2 separate regions of the Sus scrofa genome follow, and region 2 is linked to region 1. The links are chromatin contacts, called in public Hi-C maps. All regions are on one chromosome and are shown on one strand. Each heading gives the region's core, a stretch centred on a gene start, on an enhancer-like site or on the middle of the called end of the contact. The rest is flanking DNA. Distances are from core to core; before and after follow the strand shown.

Region 1 (3,533 bases), core at 383-2,882:
CATGTGTGCACACACACCCAGTCCCAGCAGGCACACACACCCCCACATACACACCTAGTCCCAACCAATGATACCAACTTAGTCACACAATCAAGTGGACATGTGAGTATTTGTTTACAGGAAGAAACAAAACAAAGCAAAACAAAAGCCCAACTCAATCATAAAAAATGTCTGTTTACCTTTCAAATTTCTTTTCTCTTTTAAGAAGATTTCCTAGAATTTTTTTTGGGGGGGTTTAGACGGGAGGCAAAAGATTTTTTGCCAGGACATGGTGCTTGAGTCTAAAATCATTCCACAATCTCTGTAGTACTGAACAATTAAATTCCCACTAGGGGACATAAGTAACCCACACTCCCAGCTCACTGCCTGATGACCTGCGATTGCAATGTTATGCCAGAGGGGACGCTAGCACCCAGAGGAAACACGACTTTTAGGCGGCACACGTGCTGGGGGTATAAAACTGAATGAACAATTCCTTACAAGAGTTCTCAGAAAGCGCCAAGATGATAATTAAACAAGAGAAATCCAGCCTTCTCCAGAGGGTTTATTAACTGATGCTGAGTCAGCGCCCGCATGGACAAAAAAACAATGTAGTCATACTGAAGGCCGGCCTGCTGTTCAAACAGTCTCGCCTGCAGATGTTAAAGAGTATCTCACTTCCCTTTTAGAACCAAACTCTTGTCTTAGGCCATATACACCCCTGCAAGTGCTGGTGAGTCAACCGTGGTGGGGTAAAGGAATGGGCAAAAAGTTGCAAGGTTGAGGTGGGAAGAGGCTCCTTTAAGCCAAATATTTACTCTAATGACTGGAAGATGCCAGTGAATCAACTCACTGTTAATTAATATCAGCCTGCACTCACCTTCAGAGGTGGTGAAATGAGCTTGAGTCTAGGGAGGACGCAAACTTCAAATACCAGCGTGGGGCTTAGCAGGCAACCCTAAAATTAGTTCCAGGTGCTCCAGCTGAGCTGGACAAGGCCACGAGTGGAACTTGAAGGAAAGTCAAATTTGAGACCCAGTGTTGGACTATAAAACCCTTCAAATAATCCAAAGAAGCACCAAACCAAACCATTTTTTTACTGTCATTGTAGCAGTCAAGGGATATAATTTAATGTGATATAATTTAAAATGAAAGCTGCAAAAAAGGAAGAGGGAATAAAGGAAGGAAGCAGGCCCCTGTCGTAAGAAAACGCATGTTCATATAGTCCTATCTAGGTATAGTCCAGCACAAAAGTGCTTGGGGGTGAGGAGGGGAGGCAGAGAGGAGAAGGGGTGGCCCACCAAATGTCACTCACCCCTTCTAGAAGGCCCGATGAGCACCGCATTTAGGATGCTGGCAAGCAGGCAGACGTCAGCACTGGTACAGCTGTGCAGAGAGAGCTAGCTATCTAAGGCTGCCCCTGCCTAGAGTCTTTACATCTCAAAGTGTTTGCTTCTAAGTAATGCCTTGGTGTGTTTTTAGTCACTATATTATTTCCCTCCCTGTTAGAGCACCAAAAAAAAAAAAAAAAAAAAAAAGCCAACCTCAGTTACCTTTATTAATCAGCATTTCTCAGGCAGAGTTCTCTCCTTAAGAGTGTTCACAATGGCAGCAAATCATGAATGATCCAAACAGCTCGCCTCTCAGAAACCCCCATCTATTCCCTTTGATGGTGTCATCACAGCAGCTCGACAAGCCTATGATATTCAGCCTCAGCTACTGGGCCCGGCCCAGTCCTCTCTCGGTGGGCTGGGCGTTGCATTTGTAGGCTGCCAGATGAGTGTGGGCGAAGACTATTGTAGAAGGAAGGGAAGTTGAGCACCAAATCTGGAGACCTGGCTCCCCTTGGGAAAAAAACAACAACTCTCTTTTTTTTTTTTTTCCTAAGGAAAGTAAAAAATGGGATGAAATGGGCCTAAGATGAAACGTGTTTTCATTTTCTAATTCAACTCCTGCTCTACCCAAACAAGGTCAATGACAGAGTAACCACATCAAGAGGACACCCCCCCCACCCTCCCTTCCCCACTCCCTACCCACCCACTCACCCTCACCCCCCACACCCACTTCCCACTTCCTGTAAGTCAGGCATCTTCATGCTGGTAAACATTTGGGGACCAACTGCAAGCCAGAGCTCCAAAAGCGGGGCACGGTGGCTTTGAAGCCCTCCCACATGTCTCAAAGCCAGGCTGAGCACCAGAGGGGTACTTGATTTTTACACTTTAACAGCCTTTTCAACTCAAATCATCAGGCTTGGCGTTCCGGCTGCCTTCCCTTTTTAAAGCCGGATGAGAAGGGCAGGGGTGTGTGTGAGTGAGAGAGAATGTATGTATGACACATGCTAGGTTACAATGCAGCGTGTGTGTCATTGGTATGATATGTGTATGATATGTTTCAACCATGGGTTGCATCAATTTAAAAATAGCACAGGCCTTCCTTCCCGTGACACAGCTCACCACCCCAACACACTGGACAAACATATTCAGGGCCTAACCCTTGGGATGGTAAGTAAGCCTAGGGGGCTGTGGATGTTTGGAAATGAGGTCAGTGTTTTGACTTCCTAAATAAGAGAAACAAAATTTAAGGGCAGTGAAGAACCAAAGCGGAGCTCCCTTCCCTCCCCTGGTAAGTGCCACCCAGAGAACTTTATAAAACTTTGTAAAACCCACACAAATGTCTGAGGTCTTGGGATTTACAGAACCACCTGTGTCTCATCCTACCTTCCTTTCAGATGGACAGTTGTGTCCTTATGGAATCATTTACGTATTTTTCTTTATTATTATTTTTAGGGCCACACCTACAGCATGTGGAAGTTCCCAGGCTAGGGGTCGAATCCAAGCTGCAGCTGCCAGCCTACGCCACAGACACAGCCACACAGGATCCGAGCCACGTCTGCGATCTACACCGCAGCTCACGGCAACGCCGGATCCCCAACCCACTGATCTGGGCTGGGGATGGAACCCAAAACTTCGTGGATATTAGTCAGGTTCTTAACCCGCCACGCCACAATGGGAACTCATTTACATATTTTTAAATTGTCCTTTGAGTTTGACATCCACGCACTTAATAAACAACCACAGCCAAATGATAACCATTTCTATGCGATGTGTGGGGAAACTCAGGTGGATTTCCAATATTTTTTTTTTTCTTTCTAACTAGGTATCTCTTTTATCCAATAGTCAGATAAGAGAGGGATTTAAATTTCTGGAAAATGCTGCGGGGCAGGACATGGGAAGAAAGATCATTTCTGAATCCGGAAAACGTTTCCTAAAATTGCATTCGGTAGGACAAAGGAAGAAACCACACAAACAGAAGGCAACATAGGGACTATAAATAAAGGAGGAAGAGAACAACAGGAAAGGTGTCCATCCTGATCCTCAGCTTCCTCTTCACTCTTCTCTGCATTCAGGGAAGAGGAAGAGTGGCGTCCACAGCACGAAGGAAGTCCTCTCTTCCTTCCCCTTCTCTCACCTTCCAGTGGGAGGGGAAACCACTCATTGAAGGGGTAGGGGCTGATCCAAGGTGGAAATCAAAGGGAGATTGTAGATAGGAGTGTT
Region 2 (3,533 bases), core at 627-3,126, 820 kb before region 1:
TTCTAATTTCCTTATTTCCAAGCAAAGGATCATTTAGTGTCCACATGCAAATGGCAAATGATGTAGCACTCTTGTGGCCTGGAGATTCTTCCTCTGTGAGGAGGAAGTAGAGTTTCATTCACCCTAGGAGTTACCCCGTTCGGTTTCTACCCAACCTCCTGCCCAGGAGTGGAAGGGGAATCTTAAAAATATCCCTTAAAGGGAATGAGCTCACCCAGCTCAGGCCTTCCTCTGAGGCAAATGGCCCAACCCCAAGCTCTTCTTTTCCTCCACAGCCTGGGCAGCTCAAGGCACCACACAGAGGACAAAATGAGGAAGCGAAATGTGGCACCACAGAGAGGACAAAGTTCCAAGTGAATTTTTCCTTATTTTTCCTACAGCTCTGTTCTTCATTTTTCTTCATTTCTCCAGAAAGCTTTTTTGCATGTGCCGTCTGGACTTAAGAGGATTGGTCTCATAGTTGTTGTAGGATGAATGAACTGAGGCAATGCTGTAATTTCTGATCAGAAACCAATGAACTATGGACGGAGGGTTCCTGAGGGAAGGGGGATGAAATTCTGAGCCCCCAGGGGCTGGAAAAAGTTTTCCACATGTTTGCTTTATGGGAGCCAGCCACAGATTGTATATATATATTTATATATGTTTTTGTCCTTTATCTTTTTAGGGCCTCACCCGAGGCATATGGGAGGTTCCCAGGCTAGGGGTCAAATCAGAGCTATAGATGCCAGCCTACACCACAGCCAGAGCAACGTGGGATCCAAGCTGTGTCTGCAACCTACACCACAACTCACATGGTAGTGCAGGATCCTTAACCCACTGAGCGAGGCCAGGGATCAAACCCATAACCTCATGGCTCCTAGTTGGATTCGTTTCTGCTGTGCCACGATGGGAACTCCCCCCAGACTGTATTAACATTATTTTATTTAAATGATTATTTATTTGTGAATGAATAATGCACCAAATTCAAAGAGTATTAACCAGTATGTAATGAAAAAAGGGTCTTACTTCTATGCCCTGGCCAGCCAGTTCCCTTCCTCAGTGGCAAGTACAGTTCTCAATTTCTCACTATCCCTTTGGAAATAATCACTTTTTCTTATTTTATTTTATTTTTGCTTTTTAAGGCCACACCTAAGGCATATGCAGGTTCCCAGGCTAGGAGTTGAATCAGAGCTGCATCTGCAGGCCTATGCCACAGCCATGGCAATGTGGGATCTGAATCTGGTCTATGACTACACCTCAGGTTGTAGCAACACCCGATCCTTAACCCACTGAGTGATTCCAGCCCACATCCTCATGGATACTTGTAGGGTTCTTAACCCACTGAGCCACAACAGGAACTCCATCTTTTTTTTTTTTTTTTTTTTTTTAATTTGCCTTTCTCTTTTAATGCCCTCCCTGTTCCATTTCTTGAAAAAGCACCCAGAAATTCAACACAAGGAAGCTCAAAGAGCCAAGGCAAGCCAGCCCCAAATTGGCAGGCTCCCTCTTACAGGGGCCAAAGTCCGGATGCTGTGGTCTCCGCTAAGAGACTGGTAGTAAAAGCTGGTGCAGAATAAGGTGGTTCCAGAAGCTAGCAGTAACCCAGCCCAGAGGGGTTTTCTGCACAGGGGCACCCCTAACAGGGCCAGGCTGTGTAAGAAGTGGTGTTTGTTGGCCTTGTCAAAGAGCTTTTCCCGTAGGCATCCAGAAACTGGGCTCTGTGCACTCCGTAGGAGGCCAATCCTAAGGCCCCAGCTGCGGACAAGGCACCCAAACTGCGGAAAACAGCCCCCGGACCGCATGGCAAAGAATGAACACCGCCTGGGCCACCCAAGAGGCAAGCTAATCCCGATCTTCCATGCAAATGAGGGCCACTGGTGCCCAATCCCGGCAGCGTTCATTTCTTTTTTCTTTTTTTTAAACACAAATAATACAGAGTTCCCCTCATGGCTCAGTGGTTAAGAATCTGACTAGGAACCATGAGGTTGCGGGTTCAATCAGTTCCCCTCATGGCTCAGTGGTTAAGAATCTGACTAGGAACCATGAGGTTGCGGGTTCAATCCCTGACCTTGCTCAGTGGGTTAAGGATACCACGTTGCCATGAGCTGTGGTGTAGGTTGCAGACACGGCTCGGATCCCGTGTTGCTGTGGCTCTGGCATAGGCCGGTGGCTACAGCTCTGACTCGACCCCTAGCCTGGGAACCTCCATATGCCCCTGGTGCAGCCCAAGAAATGGCAGAAAGACAAAAAAATAAAAATAAAATAAATAAACACAGACAATATGGTAGTGCATACACTGTTTTGTACCTTACTTTTTTTCCACTTATTTGGAGATTTTTCTTTGTAGTACATATTATGTATGTTTTTCAATGATTTATAATATTTAGTGATATGGATATGCCACCATTTCTTTAGTTGAGGCTTTATCTGTGGATAATTAGGTGATTTCCAATCCTTTACTGTTAGAAGCAGTGCTGAAAAATACTCTTGAACTTATTCCCTTTTGTCTTTCTGCAAGTATATCTGTAGGCTAAGTTCCTAAAATTAGAACTGTGAGGTCTAAGGGGACATGTATTTTTACTATTGATAAGATGTCAAATTCTTTTCCATAATCCCATCAGCATGGATGAAGGCTGGCTTTCTCACCTCCTTATGAACACAGTGGAATTTAAATTCTAACCAAAGAATTTAAGCTGGCCAAAGCCAATTCCTTTTGTTTCATTTCCTTAAGAAAAAAATCCCCGGGATGCTTAGAGGTAGGCATCATCCTACTAAATTTGCATTTGAAAATAATACATCTCCTACACTTTACATTTGTTTTCTAGTTTGGTTGCAGCTCAAGACCTGAGAGAATTTCTTTGAGAGTCTTTAGAGGGTAAAAAGGAACTAATAGTCAAGGAAGCTCATTGTGGTTTACTAGCTTTACAAGACTTCAAAAATCCAAGGCTTTTATAGTAGGCACAAAGGAGGGGTTTATTTTATTTTTTGACTCTTGAGAGCGGAGGAGTTCTTATCGCCAGCAGGGGGCAGCATGTCCCCACAGAGAGTCAAGCTGGACTTCTTCCAGCTGATTCAACAAGCTCTAGCCCAGGGACTAGATTGAAAGGCTCATTCACTTTTTAACCTTCTCTGCTATCTCGGTTGGAGCAGGCTAGAGTTCCTGTGTGTGGAACAAAGCTTAGCTAAAGAAACCCAGGATAGATCAAAATATTAAATGTATAGAATTTAATGCATTTAAGGACGGCACGGAATAAGGGGGAGGAGTACTGTGAACATAAATAATAGCACCAAATTGTAGAATAGAATTTAAACACATCACTTAATTATTCCAGCCACCATTTCTGCTATAAAGCATAGAGTATCTTAGATTTCATATCAATTTTGTTAAGTGCTAAAAATGTCAAAAAAACCTCCTGTTCCATAGAATAGAATTTATCATTTTAGCTTAAAAGGCAAATTAACCTGTTCCCTTAATTTTTTTTTTTTTTTTTTTTTTTGGTCTTTTTAGGGCCACAACCGCAGCATATGGAGGTTCCCAGGCTAGGGGTCGAATT

The links. Hi-C and Micro-C count contacts between places; a contact is called where the count stands out from the background.
Region 2: a Hi-C map of embryonic fibroblasts shows a contact between it and region 1, with 2.6 times the contacts expected there. The contact joins the promoter of LOC100521350 here to the promoter of PRDM1 in region 1. A contact is called at or near these places in 1 of 47 Hi-C or Micro-C datasets (embryonic fibroblasts) and 1 of 2 datasets of contacts at active chromatin or transcription factors (alveolar macrophages).

What each region holds. Positions count from the first base shown.
Region 1 is chr1:72,307,195-72,310,727 of Sscrofa11.1, reverse strand. PRDM1 (PR domain zinc finger protein 1) reads right to left here and starts at 1,632. Exons shown (of 7, transcript XM_005659341.3): 1 at 1,533-1,632.
Region 2 is chr1:73,129,109-73,132,641 of Sscrofa11.1, reverse strand. LOC100521350 (transmembrane protein 256-like) reads right to left here and starts at 1,876. Exons shown (of 2, transcript XM_021084607.1): 1 at 1,672-1,876; 2 at 1,366-1,669. The coding sequence starts at 1,876. The coding sequence ends at 1,443.